Linked DNA regions of Mus musculus: region 2 is linked to region 1. The links are chromatin contacts, called in public promoter capture Hi-C maps. All regions are on one chromosome and are shown on one strand. Each heading gives the region's core, a stretch centred on a gene start, on an enhancer-like site or on the middle of the called end of the contact. The rest is flanking DNA. Distances are from core to core; before and after follow the strand shown. Region 1 has its middle 23 kb from the start of Serpinb1a. Region 2 overlaps Bphl (biphenyl hydrolase-like (serine hydrolase, breast epithelial mucin-associated antigen)).

What was found. Promoter capture Hi-C pulls out the DNA fragments that hold promoters and counts their contacts.
Region 2: a promoter capture Hi-C map of liver shows a contact between it and region 1, with 2.9 times the contacts expected there. The contact joins two enhancer-like sites. A contact is called at or near these places in 2 of 39 promoter capture datasets (cranial neural crest and liver), 1 of 115 datasets of contacts at active chromatin or transcription factors (large pre-B cells) and 1 of 9 other capture datasets (embryonic stem cells).

What each region holds. Positions count from the first base shown.
Region 1 is chr13:32,824,469-32,832,125 of GRCm38.p6, reverse strand. No RefSeq gene overlaps it. Among named protein-coding and RNA genes, the nearest start is that of Serpinb1a, 23 kb to the left of the region's middle. Within about 2 kb of position 3,980, at least 23 of the 459 cell types and tissues checked have an H3K27ac peak or open chromatin away from gene starts, as enhancers often do. A contact at or near this core is called in liver, where this site is marked.
Region 2 is chr13:34,043,610-34,051,266 of GRCm38.p6, reverse strand. Bphl (biphenyl hydrolase-like (serine hydrolase, breast epithelial mucin-associated antigen)) reads right to left here. Exons shown (of 7, transcript NM_026512.1): 2 at 6,740-6,843; 3 at 4,315-4,481; 4 at 833-986. Among named protein-coding and RNA genes, the nearest start is that of Bphl, 9.8 kb to the right of the region's middle. Within about 2 kb of position 4,711, at least 16 of the 459 cell types and tissues checked have an H3K27ac peak or open chromatin away from gene starts, as enhancers often do. A contact at or near this core is called in liver, where this site is marked.

The sequences.
Region 1 (7,657 bases), core at 2,731-5,230:
TTTACAGACTGACACTGCTCATGCAGATCTCCTACCCCAGAGCCAACTAGCCCCGCCTTCTGTACCTACCTAATTTGGTTTCAGGTTGTGGAGAACTCCCACAGGACCCCAGTTTCACTGTCTGTGAGTCACATGCCCTTGCTACCTCTGGCCAGAGTTCTGGGACCCAAGTAAGTAGGGAGATGGCAACCTGGGTTCATTGTACTGAGAAAAAAAAAAAAAAACTACAATCACAGTATAATTTTAAATACACAAGAGACAAAGTGTTCCAGTCAGTGAAACAGATGCACAGTTCTCAGAGAGGCAGAAGTTATGTTTACAGACAGAATGGGTGAGCTGGGTGCACTGGTTCTTTGGAAGAGTGTCCACCCTGATCCACTCATAGCTCAGTCATTCTTATTCAGAGATTTACAGCCTAATATTGAAGATTGCCAAGGGTTATTACTGAAGGCTATCTCTTTGACAACCAACCATGTTGCCTGGCAACAATTTCCTTGTTGATTTATTATCTCTTCTTATCATTGTTTCTGTAACTTCCGCAAATCTATCCCTATTCTGTTCCCTCCCACATGAAATAAAGTTCCTTTATATTCTGGGCTTGCCAGGCAGCAGGAGAAAATGATGGCTTCATCAGACTTAATTGTGACATAAAAAGCTGGATGCTTCGCTATTATTTCAGCCCCAACTTCAGTTTGACTTTAAGGCATTACTTGAAATTCCTATCGACTATTAAAGCAACACTCGCAAAATCTTGTGACAGCTATCGCAGTCAGGATGGAAGAAACTGGGATGTGAAATTTCACGGTTTAGCTTCTCGTGTTGGGAGGATCTGATCAGAACTAGACTGCCTACAGGGCAGGGGTGGGGTGGGGTAAGGAGTCCAACCTTTGAACAATATAAAGCAGGAGGGTACGTGGTTCCTTTTTCTAGTGGTCAACATGCTGAAAGAGTCTTAGGTAGAACAGTTGAAATTTGAGGGATGTATTGTGACAGAAGTTAGGTTCATTTAAGCCATGAGGAATTTCGTTTTCCTCTGTGTGTGTGTGTGTGTGTGTGTGTGTGTGTGTGTGTGGTATGTGTGCAGGTACATGTGTGTGGTGGTCCAAAGTGTTCTTAATTACTATACCTTATATATCAAAGCAGACTCTTCTCCCTAAACAAGCAGCATGCCATTTCAGCTGGTCTCACTAGTCAGTTTCCTTCAGGGATCATCTGCAAGGATTACCAGCGGCTGCTATGCCTACCCAGCTTTTACATGGGTTCTTGGGCTCTGAATATCTGTCTTCACAGTTGCCTGGTAAAGAACTTTACCCTCTGAGCTATTTCGTCAGGCCCCCGGAAAGAAAGTTAGATAAGTCATTCCTGGTGGATCTCAGAGCTTCAATGCTCAGAGGTCTGATAATGTCTGGAACTCTGCAGGCAAGCTGCATCAGTTGCCTTCATATTTGACATACTTGTGTTGGAAGAGGAAATGTTTAGACCACTTGTCCCCAGCTAATGGTGCCATTATTACATATGCATATACATACATATTATACAGTCCAATTACAGACTGTGGACCCTTTACAGAGTAGACCCAAGTGGCAGAAGTCATGGTGGGCGAAGTAATGCCTAGCCCCCAGTTCCTGTGGAGCTCTGTTTAGTGTTCTTCTGGGACATGAACAGTCGCCACTACATTTACTTCCTAAGCAGTAAGCTGACCCGACACAACTTCCCTGCCATGATGGTTCTCCCAAAATTTTACTCCCTTACAGTTATTTAGTCATAGCCACATAAAAGTAACCAATGCAAGCCTCTTTAAGATGATAATACTTGTCATGAAAATAATAATCTTTAGTTGCCATTTACTTTGTAGTGATGATATGTCACTTTTATTTTGGTGGGGATGAAGAATATGCGCCCAATATCTGACAGAAGAGGATTTTGAGGGCTCTGGGCTCAGGAGAAAATGACTGGGTGATGCTGACTGGGACAGCCTTGTTGTACTGTGACTTTACTAACCCCGAGTCCACAGATCCTGAACAATTACAGACTTATTTTGGTTTCCCCTTCTTCCTCATCAGCATGCTACTTTCATCGTCCAAGGGGGAAGATTCAAAATACACTGAGACAAAACTGATAAAAATGAAAGAAGGCGTCAAATCTACCAGTATAGTAAGAGACCACAGCACAAGTGTCTGGGGAGACAGGACTCTTGAAACAAACTAGCGTTGTAAGGATGCCTGATTTGGGTGGTTAACTGCAGGACAGTTCTTCAGGGGACCTTGGACCAATCTAGTCCCTTAGCTACTTCTCAAAAACAAAAATTCTCAAAGTTAGGAATACAACAGCTTGAGAAGAGGACCCTCTTCTAGAAACCAGATGGCTCTCTGTGCTCTTAGTGCAGCTTGTCAATTATCCCTGGGAAAATAAAGTCCAGGATAGCATGCTTTCTGGGCTACATCAGTGGTGGTGCATGGTAGGAAATCCATCTACTCTGTTAAGCATTCCTGAGCCTGAAGGCTCAGTTCCCAGGGCACCCTGCACTTCCAATCTCTTGCTGCCTGCCTGAAACTCACTGCCTGTGAATATGTTGTATTTTACCAGATGCAGGTAAGTCGATATCAGTGCACAGTAAGATGGCTCTACAAAACCTTTTTAGACCTGTTTCCAGCAAAGATGTTAAGACAACTGACTGAATGTCATGGAAGTTTGATTAAGTACATAGTGCAGACGAGTCAACTTTGTTACTCACATGTTATGAAAAGTGTCCTGTCTTGTTACAGTGTCTGTATCTACAATTCACTTTTTAAAACTGTGCTATTTCTGTGCTTGTAGACACAGTATAAAGCACTTAATTCAGTGAAGCCTGGGTGTTCTTAAGCCTGCCTGCTTTAATGGAAAAAGTCATGATCGAATGCATCATCTGATAAACTGTAATTCCGGTCTTTTTATCACCACCATGGTCAAGTTGCTGTCACACTGCAGGAATTAGATTAAGTGACTCAGATGTTCCTTTCCTGTCCTACGATGATATGTCCTATGGCTGAATCAGAGATTATCACCCAGCTCCACGTATTCATGTTTTAAAACACAAGGAAAACAGTCCCCAGAAGGAAATCACAGAATCAATGTTTAACACATGTGGCTTTGCAGGTGTCAGAACAGCTGTCAGAGCAGGTCCTAGCACAGCAAAGCAATGCCAGCCATTTCTATAATTCTCAGGACCAGAAAAAAACACTTTTACTATAACCAGGAAGGAGAGTGCACAGGGGATTTTGAGTTCTGTGAAAAACACTTTCCCTGTATCCTGGTATTTTGCCACTGCCAGTTGGTACCTGTCACATATGTTGGTGCTGCCATAGATTGTAATGGAGAGCCCACGTTCCTATGGCCTAGCTCCATTATGCACCGTGCCTCACTTGTGTTTGTGGTACAGCTACAGCCAAGAAACATGTTGCACTGCCTGGGGTGCAAAATACACTACTTGCTTAGTGATTGGACATGTTTGTTTTGAGGCAGGATCTTACAAATTGAAAAAGTCTGTCCCCAAGTAACAGCATAGAGTATAGTATGATACCGGCATTGTGGTAGGTTTTTAAAGTCATTATCGGAAATAGACAGAGACAATGGCACACACTGGTTAATCCCAGCACTCAAAAGGCTGAGATGAGGCGCTCAGCGCTGCAAGATGAGACCCTGTACATCTCAGTTCTCAGTGATGAGGTTCCATTGCAATTAAGTTCCTACAGATGAGGAAGGGGAAAAGCAAAGATGACAACCTTGACCACGAATCAGCCCAGCCAGGGTTTGAATTCCAGCAGACTCACTCTGGGTCCATGTTCCTCAGTGTGCATGGATGGCTGGGCTATTGATAGAACCCTGGCGATGGGGGCAGAGGGCAAAGGTTGGCAGGCGGAGTGTGCAAAGGGATTCATTTCTCTCATAAAGTACAGTTCCTAGGCTGTCCATTCTTTCACTGCCTGTGTGGATGGCACAGATGGAGAGGTGCAGGACATGAACTGTGCGCCCCCTGGTGGTTCAGATTGTAGCTGCTAAACAGGTGGCATAAGTTTCCAATTTTCATATGCACACATACGTTTAAAAAAATGTCCAGTGTTGGGGGCTGGTCTGGTGCTGCTATGTATTCAAATGCTAAATACTGGCCCCCAAGACCTGGCTGCTCTTGACAAACATATCCTCATGTACACCAAGTGAGTCTATGTAAACTTGGCTCCCCAATTTAAAGCTATTGGCTAAATAAAAGTGGCTACAGCCAATCACTGGGGAGAACAGAGGTAGGTGGAGTTTCAGTTACTGGGCTGGGGGATTGCAAATAGGGACCACAAGGGACAGAGAAAAGTAGAGTCAAGGAGGGAGATGGAGAGAGCAGGAGATGTGATGGGCCAGGAGAACATGCCCATCCCACCCCCAAAATAGACTGCTGGAGAAGTAACTTGGGTAAGACTCAAACAGCAAGCACCACTGGCAAGAGCAGCTAGGAAGTAGCCAGTTTGGCTTTAGAAAAATATATTAGCAATTGTGCAAGAGCTGATTAAGTAAATCCATACAACTCTGCCTGGGTTACTAGGGGGCTGTCCAGGTTGTATCAATAACTAACAGAGTATATTAAACTCTATTTACCGTATTGTAACCAAGAGGACATATATTGAACCATTCACAGTAGTTACCACTGAGGAAAAATGGTTTATTTCCACTACTTTTTGCATAATTTTTGTAGTGTTCAAACACTGCTTTTGCAACCAGACAAATCAACTCTTGAAAGGTCACTTTATCTGTCCTGTTGATCACAAACAGTAAGACAACCTTGGCCTGCAATGGTCACTAGGAACTTTGCTCCAGCCTCAGCCTGACCCCTGCTGGAGAGAAGCTTTGAGGACTAGCCTGATTTCCAGACATTACATAGACCCCAGGGAAACGTTATCCATTCGTTTTATTATTTAGCAAATATGTACTTTCACATTCTACATGCTAAGCATGAGAGATACACAAAAACAAATCAAAGGCAAGGCTCATTTAAGAACTATACAAGTTTTCTGTTTCTACATGCTTTTTATCCTATCTTCCTTACTGACAAGTTCAGATTTGGCTGCCATTGGGGGGTGTCTCTCTGGGTATGTGTGTGCTGCTTGTAATTAGTGGCCAAGAAGCTACCAACTTGAGTGTGTTGCTTACATCTGGTCATTTTACTGTTCAGATATTTTCTCTAGTGCCTGAGGTATGCAGGAATAGCCTCCTCTTGAGAGTAGCTGCATTCTCCACATTTCCCTTTACCTCCCCCAGCCCATGTGCGTGTCTGTGTATGGTTGGGTGCATGTGGTGGGGTGCACACACATATGCATGCGATTGCACAGAGAGACACAAAGTTGACAGACGTTATATTCTTTGGTTACTATTTCATGAGGCAGGGCTTCTCAGCTAAACCTAACTTGGCAATTCTAGTCAAGCTAGCCAGCTTGCCCCTGGAATCCCATCTCTGATTCCTATGTGCTTGGGTTATAGGTGGTCATTAAACCTACCCTGTATAGCTCCTGCATGGCTTCTAGAGGTCTGAAATGCAGCCATGTATGTCAGAGAACTTTGTGGAGTTGTTTCTCTCCCTCCACCTTTACATAGCATGGGGGTTTGAGTGAGAATGGATTTGTACATTTGGTCCCCCATTGGTGGAATTGTTTAGGATAGACTTAGGAGGTATGGCCTCGTTATAGGAAGTATGTAATTGCAGGTGGGCTTTGAGAGTTTGAATTTTTTTAGACAAAATTATGTGTATGATCATTTTGCACACATGAGTATCCGTGCATTGTGCCAGGTTTCAGAGCTCCCTGGGACTCGAGTTACAGTCAGTAGTGAAACATCTGGGGCCAGTACTTTTAACTGCTGGAGTCACGCCATTTCCCGTTGCTTTCTCTATTTCTGCTTGTGGTCTGAAGACATGAGTTTTTAGCTTCTTGCTCCAGAACCCATGCCCCGAGACTCTGCTATCATGGACTATCATCCCTCTGAAACTATTTCAACTCTTTTTCTTTTTGTTCTTAAGTTGCCTTGGCTATAGTGTCATCACAACAGAAAAGTTAACACTGAAAATACATGTGGGTTCCAAGACTAAACTCAGGTTTCCAGGCTTATATGAAGCCTCTATCCACTGAGCCTTCTCCTTAGTCCTACCTAGAACACTATACTTTCTAACACAGTACTAATAAAAGCTGGGTTCTCATTTAAAAGCCACAAGATGTCTTCGTTTGAAGACGTGTATCTCGAAAAGATGAATGATCATTTTCCTTACAGCAACTGGAGATTCTCTGCAAGTTATTTGCATAACATCGCTGAATTTCACCGTGCTGTACCAGGGGAAACAAAACCTAACAGCCCTGGTGCAGAACAAGGGAACTGGTGGTTTTCCCCAATGCTTTTCAGAATTATAACATGACCCTAACGCATGGCAACACAGACTAGCTGCCTCCAGTTGGCAAATGCCTTGACTCGCTGGTACACTGAGTCGTAGTACTGTTTTTTACTAGGTGTGGGCTGTACTCTCCCATTCATATGTGCTGTGGTATATATTGTTTTGGGCAGAGAAGATATACCATAACAAAAAAACAAAAACAAAAGCAAGCAAACAAACAAACAAAAAACTTGCTTTTCTATTTTCTTTTCTATTTTAAGATTTGTGGAATCACCCAAAAAGCACTTCCATAGGACTTCATAAATGAGGACAGGCACCATGCCTGTTTCACATACCATGATGTCCTCAGCTAAATGCCCAGTAAAGTGATCTTAGTTGGTTCTATAGCCTGTTAGCTTGACAGAAAATATTTATGGATTTCAGTGGTATCTCCTCACTCAGACCCCAAGGAAACAGGTCAGAGGGAGTGGACGTCTCATTTCAAATGGAGCCATGAAAAAAACACATTTCTTAGCTCCAAGTTACCTAATCTCCATATTTAGACAGTACAAATCGATCAAATATTGAGTAGTGAATCCTAGCCAAAAAAAAAAAAAAATCAGTAAATCCAGTTAGTCCTACATGAATTTCATAAGTTCCTATGTTTCATCAAAACAATGGTGAAGCAATTTTTAAAATCTTGCATCTATCCCTAGAAAAATGGGTAAATGCCTGGCATTGTGGCATAGCTTTTAATTCCAGCACTTGGGGGAGTGTGTCTGAGTTCAAGGTGACTCTGTTCTACAGAGTAAGTCCCATGCCTTGAAATACAAACAGCAACAACAATAATAAAAAAAGGGAGGGAGGCAGGGAGGGAGGGAGGGAGGGAGGGAGGGAGGGAAAATGGGTAAACGAGGAAGTTAGTGGCAGATGATGCTGAGGGTCGGAGATGACAAAGTCCAATGAGGAAAGCCAAGCACCCACTTCTTCTCTGAAGAAACTGTCTCAAAGTCTTGGGGTCATTCACAAGGCCAGGGACAATCTCATCTTACTCCAGGCCACAGCAGAACATCTCAACTGTAAAGCTCCAAATAGAGCCAACAGCTTGGGTCCCACTTGGTCACCAGATCAGAGGTCACACCTGTTTTCCTGCTTGACACTGAGCACTCAAGGCACTGAACCTTCACCCACAGGCAGATAACAGAGGGAGCTCCCACTATTCCAAATGGAAAGCCCTAAGGACTGGACTTTCAGGGTTTTCAACAAATACCCTGA
Region 2 (7,657 bases), core at 3,462-5,961, 1.2 Mb before region 1:
ATAAGCTGGGCAGTAATGCTGGGAGTAGAAGAAAAATGGGGAAGAGTTAGGGTGTAGATGCCCCAGCTTGGTCTCCAACTCATGAGCTAACTTTCATTGGTGCCTCAAAATTGTAAAAGTGGTAGGCTGGAGTTGAACCACAGGCTGGATGGCACTGGCCTCACTCTTGTACCCCTAAAGACCTAAAGGAGAAGCTTAAAGAAGGCCTTAGCCAAGAAAACTGTACAAATCATTGTAAGCAAAACACAGGTTCATTTTTCAGCATAGTGTTTCCTTACATAATCATTATATTAATTTATTCATGTATTCATCCATCCATCTATCCATCCATCCATCCATCCATCCATCCATCCATCCATCCATCCATTTATTCATTCATTCATGGTTTTTATTTTGAGACCAGGCCACGCTATATTGCCCATGCTGGCTTCAAACTCAGAAATCTCCAGTCTTGACCTTGTGAGGAGCTGAGATCACAGGCATGTACTACCACAACTGGCTTTTTCATATTACTTAAAATGAGGTTATGAGTAACACTTCACAACACCCCCGCCTTCTGCCAAGCTCACTCCCTGAGGTAGCGAGTGTAAATACTGCTGTTGCGGAGCTTCGGCCTGAGTCATGCAAGTTTCACTTCTGGAAATAGAAAACTATCCATTTCTAGGTTGGTTAAATTCGGTGGCTTTCCTGAAAACTCACTCTTCTTTTGACCTTGGAGCTGAGAACTGCAAGTGGATGAGATGTGACTTGTCAGCCAACACACATCGAAGCAAGAGACGGGGAGGGAATGAGAAGGATCATCATGACTGTGCCTACGGCGGGCAGCACTTACCCTGGTAAATCCTGCTGTCTTCCTCGGTGACATAGGCATTTGCTCCCCAGATCACCATCTTGCGGATATAAGATGGGTACTTTGCAGCAGCGATGAGCGCAGTTATGCCGCCATCACTCCAGCCCAGGAGGGAGACCTGCTTGAACTGTAGAGCCTGTGGGTGACACAGCAGGATGCACAGCACAGTTACCACTGCGCTACGCTGAAAGAACCTGGGTGGTGGTGATCAGAGTTCTGTAAGTCTGCCACTTAGATCTGGCGTCAATTAATTAGCTTTGCTACATTGTCATTGTTATAGAACCTTGAGTACATTGTAGGTTTTGACTTATGTGGGAATCATATCTTCTTCCTCTTGGATAAAATATCCAAATACGGAATCACTGAATCAGCAGCAATCTGCTGTTATTTGGGTATGGCAAGCACTCTGTGTGTGTGTGTGTGTGTGTGTGTGTGTGCACCTGGGTGTGGCTCAGAGGACAATCATGGAGATCGGAAAGGATCTTAAGATAAAATGCATCCGAGTATCTGGTGAAGCCACAGCTGTAGTTGTGGGAAGAACTGGCTAAAGACAAGAGGGAGCACAGTGTCATAGCAAAGCCGTGTCTGTCCTTGGGTGGTGAATCAACCAGGACCCCAAAAATGTGCTCAGCAAAGAAAGCTGACAGAGCATGGCAAAGAGGCTTCTGGAAGTAAAACACTGTCTGAAAAGGTTAAAGTCAAGGAACTAGCGAATGTTAGCCAGGACTCTTGCTGGTGCCACCCCACATGCACACACATTCTCTGGCTAACCATTTGACATTAATATGCAGAATGAGAATCTGTATTATCTATAGCCTAGCACACTGCCCTCCTGGACTCATTTACCAGGAGACAGACCCAGGATATAAACAACATTGCTCGTAATCACAAAATTGACAAATGCCCATGAGCAACTTATAACAAAACATAGCTCAAAATTCACCATTTACCAGTAGATGATGCGTAGAATAAACCAGTGGATACATCCAGTGAAACGTAGCAGCTCTCTTGATCCTGCTGGGGTTATACAATCTATACATAGCCATACCTCACCAGGGATGCCTTGTAATGTATGGTACCAAGAGCTACACACATACGTGAAGTATAGAGCAGATACCTTGGACAGGGGATATGTTAACAGTTGGGGTGGGGTGGGGTGGAGCCAGGATGGCTGAGCAGCATCACATTTACTGGACCACTCAGAATATCATGGGATTTAAAACTCATGACAGAGTGCTACAGATAACATTAATGAACTTGCATTTTAGAAAGACAGGAGGAAATATTTCAGAAGTTTTTCTCATGAGGAAATGATAAATGTTGGGGACAGGACTGGGGAGACAGTGTTGTTGGTAAAGGGCTTGTGGAACATGCATGGGGACCTGGGGTCTCTCTCAGGACACATGTAGAAAGCTAGACACAGTGGTGCATGCATGCAATCCCAGCTTTGAGGAGGTGGGGACAGGAGGATTTCTGGCCATCCAGCCTAGTCTTCTTGGGGAATCTTCAGGCCAATGAGTGATCTTGTTTCAAAAAAAAAAAAAAAACAAGGCACAAAGCAACTAAGCAACAATGGTTGATGAGACAGACATGTTTAACCTGGTTTGGACATTCATTATGCAGTATAGACATATCCTGGAACCTTATTTAACTCTTTGGCGTGTACAATTTTTTTTAAAATGTATTAATGTATAAGCTAAAAGTAAACTTAATTTAAAGTACAAAACATTACAACTATGAATGAATTATTTCTGGAATTTTCCAGACCACAGTTGGCCATAGATAAGTGGAGCCACAGAGAGTGGGAGCACAGACAGGGGACAATGGCAGTGAGCATGTTCATCCGGAAACGAACAGCAAACCAGAAGGATGTGATACCATCAGCACTACACCCCTGTAAGCCCAGCACTTTGGACACAGAGGCTACCCTGTTACACAGTGAGCTTGAGGCTAGCCAGGGCTACCTAGCAATATCCTGCCTCAGAATATCCAAATAACCAAATAAAATACTGTGTTTGCTAGAAAGTTCTGACTCCTTACCTGGGCCTAAACAATAATTAAAAGCAGGACAAAAGCTGGAGGTTTACATCTTCCTTTTGTATCTTCTTTACTTTGGGTTGGATTCCTGCTCAACTCTGCAGGTAGGCATGTTAAGCATTCAAGGACTGTCTATCTAAAGGCTGGTGGTACTTAAGCGATCTTAACCCCTCTACTGGCTAGTTTTATGTCACCTTGACACAAGCTTAAAGTCAACAGAGAAGAGGCATCTTCAGTGGAGAAAATGCCTCCATAATATCGGGCTATAGGCAACCTGTAAGGCAGTTTCTAACTAGTGATTGGAGAGGGAGGGCCTAGCCCACTGTGGGTGGTGCTATTCCTAGGCTGGAGGTTTTAAAGGAAGACAGGCTGAGCAAGCCATGAGGAACAAGCCAGTAAGCAGCACCCCTCCATGGCCTCTGCACCAGTTTCTGCTTCTAGATTTCTGCACTGCTTTAGTACCTGTCCTTTAGTACTTCTTTTGATGATGAACTGTGACATAGAAGTGTAAGCCAAATAAACTCCTTCCCATGTTGCTTTGGTCATGGTGTTTCATCACAACAATGGTAACCCTGCTAGGATAATCCCATCAAGGCTGAAGGCACGAGCATACAAGCAGCGGTGGCACCTTACCGTTGCCTTTCTTAATGTCCTGTTCCAGACATGGTTCTAAGCCTGAAGTCAGCTTGGATTGCAGGAATGGCAGAGCCTTACAGACAAGTCACCCTGTGAGATGACTCCTGAGCATCAACAGTCATGACTTCCTCAGGCTTCCCTGCAGAACCAGAACTGAGATAACACCAGACCACACCTTGACCAGGACAGCTTAATTCTGTAGACTTCTTGCTACCTCTCCAGTTCTTGCTCTCCCTAAACCTAAAGCTCATGTCAGTACCCTGAAGATGGTCCGAAGGGCTTACTTTCCATCTTCTCCAAATGGCAGTTTTGGTTTTAGAACACTTTCCTGTCTCTTCACCAGCATTTCTTGTTGCTTTTTTTGGGTGGAAGCCATGGAGTTGAACCTCTGGTTTAGGACTCCATTTTCATCTGTATAAAGCTGTGTATTTTGCTATGTGTGGTGTGGTGTTGTAGGCCTGCAATCCTAGTATGTCAGAGCCTGAAGCAGAAGGGTTGAGATCTCAAGGCCCATTAAGACTATACAATGAAAATCTGTCTCAAACCAAAGTAACACAAAACAAAACTAAAACTGCACTTATGCCAGGAGACTGGTGGGAAAGGCAGAGCCTTGGTGTCTTGGCAGTAGCATCATTAGATAGCTGGGCTCTGTTTTTACTTGGTCCTTTAGCTCTTCCTTATATTAGACTCACTTGGTATTGCCTTTGTAAAAAGAAAGAACACCAGGAATTAGAACAAATAAAGATGGGCCCAGTCATCTCTCCCCACTCCAGCACTTCTCTGGGTCTCACCTTCATCAAGTCAACAGCATCCTTTGCATCCCTTTCAAAAAAATCCCGTGGAAAATCTCGATCTGGGGGTCTGGAATATCCATATCCTCGAGGGTCCCAGGCCACCAATGTGAAGCGCTTCTTATTTAGGCTCTGAAGCTGAGGTGCAAAATCGGTCTTTCCGCTACCTGAAAACACCCACTGGGTTACGGTCCACTGAATGTTCTCAGCATAGCCAACACCAGAGCAAAATAGAAGCAGTAACAATTTTAAAAGACAGTTCTTGGTGCTCTAAAAAATTAACCAGAAAAACCCCTAGTGGGGGTGGGGAGTTGTGTTGCAATGGCTCCACACAGAGGCGCATTGCCAAGCCTGATGGAGTTAGGACCTGTCTCCGGTCTCCCTCTAGTGGTAATTTTGAGGAAGACATAGGCCCAGAGTGAGGCTCGGGACCAGTATTTTTGAAGCGCTTTTGACAGCCTTACAGTTTAGTCTTCCTATGCCTCCTTTGGAAGGATTAAATAAACCTTACTGAAATAAACTTTCAAATTTGATAGTTTCTGGGTATTAGCTCTCTAAGGACTTAGAAATGACGGAGATCCCAATGGCATACAGGTAGAAGTGTCATATTCCAGATGTTTTCAAATAAGCTAATATAAATGCCTTTTAAGAGTAAGTAGAAGTAAATGAAAACCCTGAAACGTGTGTGTTTAAGAAATCAAATTGTATTTTATCAAACCAGCACGAAGGGGCCTATGCCAAGAGCCTGTAATGGCCCTGTTAATCCCCACCAGCTCAGCCACCAGAGATGTGGTGTGCTCACATCCATCTTGTGTGTGTGTGTGTGTGTGTGTGTGTGTGTGTGTGTGTGTTTGTAAGGTCACATACTAAGAGCTCTGTCCAGGGGAAAGTCCACACTGACTGAGCAGTTTGTTTGATTTCTAAGCACTCAGAACTTGGGCCACAAATATACAGCCAGCCAAGTTCACTTACTATCTAGGTCCATCACACAAATCATTAAAAAACCCACACCAAAAGCAGGTCAATGATTGCCAGCCCTTGTCTCCGGCTTTCTCACAGGAGTTTCTTGTATGCCCTTGAACTAGAAGTATCCTAAAGGAGGGCAAAAAGTAAGGGGTTGGAGGGGTGGTGAGATCAAGCTAGAATAACAGTTTCACCAATAAGGAAACATTTGCTTTCTAACACTGGGCATGCACTCGGAAACTAGGGCCAAGAGCACTAAAACCTTAAACAAATATTTAGGGAACAGACATAATTATCAGTACATGATTCTGCGGGGCACATGGGAAACTAGGGGACAAGGTAGGGGAAAGACTCCCACTGCTCCATTTTAAAGCTGTGGGATCATGCCAATACTTTCCAGAAATGAAAAAAAAAATTATACTGGTGGATGTTTTGTGTAGTTAATGCCGCAGTGTTAGAGTAATTTAAAATCATCTCTAATATGGTAAACTGCTTTTGCTGATGGTTTAATTGGACACCAGCTTTTGGAGTATACATCTCCTTCATTTCAGAAGCTTAAGAAACGGGTGCTAAGTGTCCCAAGCCTCTCACTTGCCGCAGTGGTACTGTGTCAGCAGGGGCCTGGAGAGCAGGGTCAAGGGGAGCTGAAAGTTTTAGCATGTGACCTTTAGGAGAAAGAGGCAAATCACAATAAATCTCTACTGGGATTACACAAATACCAAAAAGAAAAAGGAAGCAAGCAAGCAAGCAGCAACCCTAAAATCCCCCAAATCATGGCGCACCCTCTCTGGAACTTTCTAAACCCGAACTGCTTTTCCATAAAACAGGACTGAGATTCAGCTCCACACACTGCAGGTGGTGACGTGCTCATCTGAGTCTGAGTTTAAACTAGACCAGGCATGGTGGCACAAACCTGTCATCTAAGTGTTTATGAGGCTAAGGCAAGTGTGAGCTTTAAAGTAAGACCCTGTTAGGAAAAGAGTCTTTTAACACTCCCCCTCCCCCCCACACACCTATTATTTTATTAAACAAATCCAACACACCTGGTCCGGATGCATCCTGGCCTGGTTTTGGTAATGTAAGTCTCACATTCCAGAAAGGAATGTCCCCTTGGGTACCAGACAAACTAACTGGGAGGGCTGGTCACCACCTTACTGTCTTCACCATCTGCTCCTTCTTTGGACCCCAGTTTCCTCGACCCCTCTAGTCCTCCCAAGTAATAGGACACCGTTTTCACAGTGTGTTTCAGTGGGGGAAGAAGTGGGTAAAAGAGTAAGAAATTAATCCAGTAGAGAGTTATTTACTTTTCTAGATCATTCGACTTTGAGCAAGGCAAATATTCCTTAAGAGTTTTTTAGCAAGCGCAAACATGAATGAATGATGGATGCTTGGCATCTAGCATCGAGATCCATCGCGGAGAATCTACAGCCTGCAGAAGCGGTCCATGAGAATCCACACATACCCAACATCCCAGGAAGCAGGAGGATCGCATGTTCCCCTTCTCCCACGCGCTGGTAATGCAGGTGAACGCCATTCACAGCCACCTTGGCAGAAGTTACTGCAGTGCTGGAAGAGAAAAGAATTCCCGGAGGAAGACTTATTTACCATGCCAAACTGGTATATTTAATATTTACTATGACAGGGTATCATGCGTGAGTTAGCATCAGTACCCACTCGAGCACACATCACTGCTTTGGTTTGTGCCTCAGTTTTCCCATCCAGGTTGTGTCTTCATAACAGACTGCAAATCTGAACAGGGACTTCCTGTTTTGACCCACTCTGGCACCCGGGAGCTTGACCTCTGACCTAGTTAGATATTTTTTCTTCTTCTGGTCAACTTGACACAAACCTGGGTCCTCTTAGAAAAAAGGAACTTCGATTGCCAAAATGCCTCCGTTAGATTGGCTAAGGGGCTAGTCTATGGGACATTTTTAAACAGTTATGACTGATGTGGGAGAGCCTAGCCCACTGCAGGTGATGCTATTCTTAGTCAGGCAGTCCTGGGTTGTACTAGAAGACTGGGCAAGCAGCCTTTGTCCATGGCCTCTGCTTCAGCCCTTGACCTTATGACCTTCTTGGCCACTCCCATGATAAAGGGCGGTGACAAGAAGGATATGGGGAGGGGGCATGCCAGGACAGAAGAATTGCTCTTCTTCTTGTGGATTGGCAGTGAATTTAAGTCAACCACTGACTTGCTTTTCCTTCTACATACCTGATCCCATCTCTGTCCTTGGTCAAAATGATTACCAAAATGTGGTACTTTTAAAAAACCGAGGTTTTGCTTCCCTGTGCTGGTTTTATCTGATTCACTAACTTCAAGTATAAACAACACAAGCTGGGCATAGTGGCACACATGAAGACCCAGCACTTAGAGGGTAGA